2 separate regions of the Sus scrofa genome follow, and region 1 is linked to region 2. A link is a contact called in public Hi-C data. All regions are on one chromosome and are shown on one strand. The core of a region is the stretch at or near the end of the contact, and the rest is flanking DNA. Distances in the headings are between cores, read along the strand shown. Region 1 has its middle 220 kb from the start of ALCAM. Region 2 holds the start of ALCAM (CD166 antigen).

Region 1 (3,961 bases), core at 217-2,716, 220 kb before region 2:
AATGTCTAGTAAACTTTCAAGTACTGAAATTACTAAGTTTATAATATTGTTCTTTTTAACATGCCATAAGTGTTGATTTCAATGCTACAGTTTCCCTTCAATATAATTATATTCATAGACATCACATCCTTTGTAGCTCAATGCTTGGTCATTCAAATACCAAGACATAAAACACCCTAAATGTCCATCGACAGAGAAGTGGATAAAGAAGGTGTGGTACATATACACAATGAAATATTACTCAGCCATTAAAAGGAAAGAAATAATGGCATTTGCAGCAACATGGATGGACCTAGAAATAATCATGCTAAGTGATGTCAGTCAGACAGTGAGACACCAACATCATATGCTATCCCTTACATGTCGAATCTAAAAAAAAGGACACAATGAACTTCTTTGCAGAACAGATACTGACTCACAGACTTTGAAAAACTTATGATTCCCAAATAAGACAGGTTGGGGGGTGAGGTGATGCACTGAGGGTTTGGGATGGAAATGCTATAAAATTTGGTTGTGATGATCATTGTACAACTATAAATATAATAAAATTCATTAAGTAATTAAAAAAAAATAGTCCTTATGCCAGCAGTGTACATCTTGGGGGCAAGACTCACACACTGGACTATTTGAAAATTTCCCACAGATGATTCTTTTGTTCAGCTGATGTTGAGAAAAACTAATTTGGGCAATTTTTTTACTTATTATCTCAAGAAGGTGATATGGCAGACCTGGAAAAAAAAATCTTGAATCTCTTTGTATCTTGTGTTTCAGTAGTCTATATCCTTAAGGATAGGTCTAAAAGTTTAAAGAGGCAACTCCTTCCCTTGGACTGGGAAATGATAAGAGAGATGAAAGGGTTCCAGGAGGAAAAGTCTGAGACAAAAGAGAATGAAGCAGATATGCCACAGTCAAAGGACAAATTAAGGAGTCTTAACCCAGCATTAGGGGACTGGGTAGTCACTTAAGTTGGCCTAGATAAAGGATCCCAACTTTACATAGTGAATCACTCAATCACTCACACCAGGGCTTACAGTAGCTCTTTTGTCTCATCACATTCATTGGCAACTTTGCTCTTAAGTAGCACCCCACACTATTCATGGATAAGGCCTGTTTTTACCTTGAGAGTTTGGGTCTGTCCTTTCTCATTCAAACTAAGCCTTTCAGCTTCTCTACTAGAGAATAAGTGTAATCATCTTTTCCTGCAGAACTACTTATGTCAATTTTTCAAAAGGAAGAGACAGAAAAAGAAAAAAAGAAAATTTCAATTTGAGACCATATCAGGCTTTTTTATGTCTGTCTTTACATATATTTAGGGTTTATATTACAATAGATTATCTCATTTAATAGAATGAGAAGTAGAAAGAGAATAACCAGAAATCATCCTTAGTCACAAAACAAAACAAGCTCTGAATCTATTCTTTAGCCGATGAAATCTCTCCCATTTGGGAACTGAATTTAATGCCATCTGGCTCCAAAACCAGAGCTTACAATGTCAGGCAGTACTTGGGGGGAACAGCTGCATACAGATCACTCTGAAACCCTCATAAAAATATATGGTACTATCATTTTTTTCTTTTCAAAAATGTTTTATGGGATCCCCTATAGTATCTTTTGCTAGTCTTGTGTAAAAATAATGTTTATGGTGATCGAATATACTTTCAGTAAATAGCTTCTGTGGCTATCAAATGACTGTTTTTCTTCTGCATTTAATCACCTAGGAGGAAAGAAATGATGGCAAACAGATTTCACTGCCTTAAACAATATTTGTTAAAGAAAGACTTTTGCCCTGGAGCATCTAACTCAGAAAGTAATTTCCTGGTCACTGCTTTGGAGCCATTCTATAATTGTTTAGGATTTTCTTTCTTCGGCATGAATCAGCTCTTTTTTTTTTTTTTTTTTTTTTTTTCCCTTCTTCTCCTTGTCTGGCCTCTATCTACATTGCCCTAAAATGACATCATAGTCTATTAACATCACAGTGAATGAACAACATTCCCAATTTGTCTGAGGCTAACCAGGCTCAGATATTCCTATGCTGGTGATGTTGCATCTTATTTTGTATTCTTAAGGGTCCAATGACCTTTGAGTAAACTGCAGAATCACGTGGATCTATGTGGATAACTGAAATATACAGCTTTCGAAATAAAATCTATCTTAAACAGTCTTAGAAATGTGTTACCCAGAATTAAAATGTGACATCTCTAAAATTAATTAAGTGAATTAATACTAAAAGTTAAATATCCATTTTTAGTAGATATAATATATAAGCTTTCAATAAGATTTCAGATAGATCTTATAAGCTCTGGCAACAATACTAGCAATGACAATAATAAAATTACAAGTATTTTGTGATTTTATACAAAGTAGATTAAATACCATCATTGAATGACAAAAATTGGGTTACATAAAAGCATTTCCAAGGGGAAATCAAATATTAGTTAAATGAAATGTAGAGTAAATTATAATTTCCTGAGAAGGAAATCAGCCTTGAAAAGAATGCTGCTAATATGCAACGGTATTTAAGTGAATAAAAGAATATCACTAGCAAATCCAATCTTTGCAATGGTAATATTGTGATTATTTCAGTTGTTACCAATATTCTTCTGTACCAACTGCTCTTTAAATACATTCTCAGGATGAGTTAATATTCTGTCTAAAAAGAAAACCCAAGGAAACTATTTTATAGTAATTTCTCTGTACCATTGGTTGAGGAGAAACTTCATGATGATTTTTACAGACTAGATGATTCTCATCTTGGCTTCCTCTATCTGCCATCCAGCTACAAAAACTAGGTCTTTATCTTTGACTAATTTCTTTATCAAAAAATTTGGGTTCACTTTTGCTTTTTATGAGTTTGTTCAAAATAATAGTAAAATCCTGCCAATAGCTTCAATTTGAGAGCATTTATTACTTTTAAGAATACTTATAACAATACAGTATTACATAAGGCAGAGATGGATCCATGGTTGTTATGACCTCTGAAGAATGCAAAGAGTGTACCCAGCATTTTACACCTTTTTTTTTTTTTTTTGCCATTGCTGCATCATTTAAGTCTTTTTGCCTTCAGGATAGAACAAAGAGCTGGTTCTCTGTAGTGGTGACCCTAGCACTTACCATTATACGGTTTCTGCAAAACAACTAGGCTACATACACCAAGTAGAGTCCCTTGTCACATATTCATTCCTGTGACTCACTTGCTCCTCTAATCTCTAGCAAGCAAAGAAAGGTGTCACAGTCATCTATGCACCAGTCTTCAGGGAGTAAGGGAAGTCAAGTATTAGCCACTGCTATTTACAATATTGATTGGGTCACAAATGGACCTAGAAAGTGAGGAATTGGAATTAACAGGAAATCAAGTTTAAAGGAAAATAGATCCTTGTTGTTTATATTTTCTGATAAAGAAGAAGGTCTGAGAAACAGGTCCATTTCCCAAGTTGCAAAAGCATAATCTTTAATGAGGCAAAAGGACAGGGTACTTATGTCTTCTTAGTTTCCCTTTTTTAAAGTAAACTTTTCTACTATAGCATTTTATAATAAGTGCCCAGCATATATGCATGTTTGTGTATGCATGTATGTATGTATGCATTTAAAATAGATGTGCCTGACAAATTATTATACGGATCAACTCTTACCACTTTAAATAATTTATTTGTCAAGTTACTGACAAATATTTTGATGTAAAATAAAACTAAGACTTTAGGAGCCTGCTGTGTTTATACAATATAACCAACATTATTTTCTTTAGTTCCAAAATAATTACTTATGAGAGCAAAACAATGTCAATTTTCAATCTGTTCCCAAGTCAGTGTTTCAGTGCCCAAAGGATACTTTGGGGGAGAGTCAGTATATTCATAACAAGGTGTTTTCAACCTGTACTTAAAAATGATGACTGTGCTGTATTTTTTTACACTTCAAGATTAAACAATATCTACTAAAAATAGAGGTGTGAATAAAGGCTAGCTGT
Region 2 (3,818 bases), core at 815-3,314:
TCCTCTCTAAAAGGATTTCTGGAGCAACTGACTGTGCTACATACAATCATACTTGTTCTAAATGTGGGTATGTGTAACTTAATTTATAGAATGTATTTTGATCCAACTTAGCTGCACACTTTTGAAGGTGGTACTCTGATGTATCATCACACTTTGATTATAAGATTGACTTTCGTTCAAGGTCACTTGCTAAGTGCAGAACAGGGATTTTAACTAGACTCTGATTACTTTCTAAAGCCCAAGTTCCTGCTAAGGTATCTAGACAGTTATTTATGTGACCTCATTTAATCCTAACGGCAATCTCAAGAGGCTGGCACTATTGTTATCACTTTTTACAATTAAGGAAACTGAGGCTTAGAGGGGTTGAGTTCACCAAGATCATGCAGCTGGTAAATACCAAAGCTGAAATCTGACAGTCCGCCTTTTGCAGATCTAGTTTTAACAATTATGCTGTATTAACTCCCTCACCAAAGTAAAAGGGGTCAGATAGGCAGAATGGGGGTGTATGTGTCCAGATTAAATAGGTAGTTAAGATGATTTGTTGGAATACAAGCTACTCAGAGCAGCCGTTAAAAGAAAAACAATTCCCTAAAGGAATTCTACGGGATCCTATTGGAATGGTGGCAAGCCAGCCAAACTTAGCTCATGGAATACTGAATTAATAGGCATTTGCCTCATAGCATTAGCTTTCCTGTTGGTTTTTAAGAAGCAAATGAAATGTTAATGTGAAAACCAAGCGGGAGAAACTATTTCTTTTGAGAGGAAATGTATAAGAGCCCTACTCTAGAATCCTGTTAATGTAAGGAGGACGGGAGGACAAGGCTGGGAGGCTTTCGATAAAATCACAGTGGAAGGTGGAGCTTAATAGTGCCGAGCCTGAAAAGATAAAAGATTCAAAGATGTGTGTGTGTGTGTGTGTGTGTGCGCACACGCTTGCGCTTGTTTTATTTTTCTCGCCGCCAACTCCCCTCACTCTCATCTAGCTGGTGATTCGAAGCCTTCTGATGAAAGGCTGGAGACTAACCTCACACAGGGATGACCCTGTGATGCACGGAAGGCTATTTAATGCCCCTGCGAAGTGGTTCTGGGACCAAGATTTTATTATGATTCGTGGATGAGAGTTGTGATCCCACATCTCTGATTTAGAGCCACTTAGGGCTCCAACAGTTCCACCCCTGTATTCTAGAGGAAAATATTCCTTCATGCTCTCTGCCTGATCTGAAAGCAACGCAGCTTCTCTATGTTCCGCCTGGGAGGTGGTTCAATCTTTAGAAATGCGGCGAAGCCTGTCCATCTGCTGGGATGCCTGGCTTTCTGGAATGAACAAGGAGGAGCTTGGCTTTCAATCTGAGTAACTTGAAGATTTTCTGTTTGTAACTTAAAATCGCCGCTTAACTCAAAAGAGACACATGCTCTGGCTTTTGTAGACACTGGGAAAATCAGTGTGACAAAGTGTGATCTAGAAATTCCTGTTTTAATTTTCCTAGGGAAAGAGTAAATTTCTTTTTTCTTTCTTTCTTTTCTTTTCTTTCTTGTTTGTTTTTTCCCCTATTTGGTAGTAGGCAGTTGGCTCAAGTGCTCAGCCTGCCGAACAAGGTGTGTTCGAGAAGGGGATGTGGGGGGAGTAAGGGGAGGAATCAGCCTAGTAGCTCATTGTTCCTGTTAATTCCCAGGAGGCAAGTTCCCACCTTTGTCACCTCCAAACCCGTCCTTCCTTTTCTGCTCCCGCCCTAGGACCCAAAATGCTAATCCCTGGCGTGGTCTCTACTCCCCACCTCCCTGCCTTATCAACCCTCTTTACTGAAGGAGGCTGCAGTATCACGATGGAAAAGTCCCGGAGGAGTGAGCCAGTGCATAGGCGTCAGGGGGGGCAAGAAAAGGGCAATTTGACCCCCAGCGAAGCCGCTCTGGCAGTGTGAACTGAAAGTCCGTAGGTGACTAGGGCGATGGTAACGCCACCTGGAAGTGGCAGTCCAGGGGGCCCACCCCGGCGCGCGCTGCTCCAGGGTCTGTTCCCTATTGGCGGGGCGGGGCCAGGGGGCGGAGCCACTAGAAAGCCCGGCCCCACACGGCGGCTGGAAGACGCCACCGCGGACGCGCGCCTCCCGGGTGAAGTTCCAGAGCTAGACTCAGTTTCGGACTCGGTCTTGCAGCGCCTCTAGGCTGCAGATACCTGCGCTGGGCTCATCCTGGGAAGCCGGGAGAAGAGAGGAGATAGGAGGAGGCGGGAGGTGGGGGGGGAGGAGGAGAGCGGCAGCTTACACACGCCTTCCAGTCCCTCCACTCAGAGCAGCCCAGAAACCGCTGCTGGCGCCACTGCTATCTCTGCCACCGCCGCTGCCACCTGAGGAGACTGCCTGGATCTATCGCTCCCCTGTCGCAACACCCAACGATTCTTTTTTTGGCCCTGGGCTTTCTATGCACACTGCCACTACCATTATTATTATTATTCCGAGAGAAGGTAAATAACTGACCGTCTGAAAAGAACCGAGAACACCTATCCGAATTACTCAAGTGTCTCCCGGGAAGAGAGGGGTCGCTGGTTCCGGGAAGAGCAGGCGAAGGGGACAAGGGCGGGTGTTTAAGGGGAGCCAGGAGGAGTTGGGGCACTGCGTGGTGGAAAGTTGCGGGCGGCGGAGACCCGGAGGTGCAGCGCCACAACCCAGAGGGCGGTGTGTCTGGGAAAAGCCGCTGCCCCCAGCGTCCCGACCCGCGAGCTCGCGGGCAGCGCGGGGCCGGGAACGACGCCCCCTCCTGCGGTGCGGAGTCAGTCGGTGCTCCCAGAGAAGGAGGAGGAATATGGCATCGAAGGCGGCCCCCTCCTGCCGTCTGGTCTTCTGCCTCTTGATCTCAGCTGCTGCTCTTCGGCCAGGTAAGCAAGGGCCTCGGAGCAGCCCCAGGCCGAGCCGGGCCGGGGGGTCAGTTTCCCAGTTTCCCGGCCCCGGCCTTACAACCCTGGGGCGGTGCTCCCAGGCGCACGTGGGGGGCAGGTAGCTAAGGGAACAGCGGTGCAGGCACAGAGCTGGCCCTGATTTCCCTCACCTGTGCCACACGTTTGGGTTCAGTCGGTTGGCTTAAGTTCGGGCAGCTCCTGGGGGCACTAATTAAATCTCTGGGAAGTTTGGGTGCGGCTCGGGTCGGGGTTCCAGGGGTCCTCGGTCAGGCTTCGTTTGGCTCTCTCTTCCTCCTGCGGCTCCCTTCTGGGCAGCCAGCTCTTGCCCTCTGAACAGTACCTCCGTCTCAGGATATCAAAGTCCACGTCACTGAGCTCCGGGCAGTTTTCCTTTCGCTTAGCTCTCTGAGTCAACAATTCGCACTTTTTCGAGATAAATTCCCTGGTAACTTCCCCTGGGTAATAGGTGAAGGAATGGGAGGGGTAGAAGAGAAAGGGAGGACTTTAATCACTGCCTTTAGAAACCTCCTAAAGCTCCCATCATGGTTTGCCCCCTCCCCCGCCCCGCCCCGTCTTGTCTGGATGGGTGCTGAGGGTAGAGATGATGAGGGTATGGGTGGTGGCAGGCAAAGAACGCAGCCTGGACTGGAATTCGCAGCTAGGTTTGTGATCCCTTGATGAGGGAGTTGTGATTGTTTAGGACCTGTCATTCAACCTCAGTTCTCAGTTCTCTATTGAGCTTTGGAATTAAAAAAGGCAAAAACCCCAACAACTAATACATCGAGTCTGGAAATCCCTTTCCTCACCCTTAGGGACGTCCCCTGGCGCTGTCATCCTGAGTCCCGCAGGGCGGCAGACAGGAGTTGGTCCTAACAGGGCATTCTGAGTGCTCGCGGTCACTTGACAGAGCAGCAGGTTAATTTTT

What was found. A called contact is a pair of places that touch in the nucleus more often than the background predicts.
Region 1: a Hi-C map of embryonic fibroblasts shows a contact between it and region 2, with 1.6 times the contacts expected there. The contact joins the enhancer-like site here to the promoter of ALCAM in region 2. A contact is called at or near these places in 1 of 5 promoter capture datasets (liver), 3 of 47 Hi-C or Micro-C datasets (embryonic fibroblasts, fetal heart ventricle and skeletal muscle) and 2 of 2 datasets of contacts at active chromatin or transcription factors (alveolar macrophages and skeletal muscle).

What each region holds. Positions count from the first base shown.
Region 1 is chr13:154,212,001-154,215,961 of Sscrofa11.1, reverse strand. No RefSeq gene overlaps it. Among named protein-coding and RNA genes, the nearest start is that of ALCAM, 220 kb to the right of the region's middle. Within about 2 kb of position 1,466, at least 7 of the 83 cell types and tissues checked have an H3K27ac peak or open chromatin away from gene starts, as enhancers often do.
Region 2 is chr13:153,996,487-154,000,304 of Sscrofa11.1, reverse strand. It overlaps ALCAM (CD166 antigen), which reads left to right and starts at 2,064. Exons shown (of 15, transcript XM_013982482.2): 1 at 2,064-2,872. The coding sequence starts at 2,800.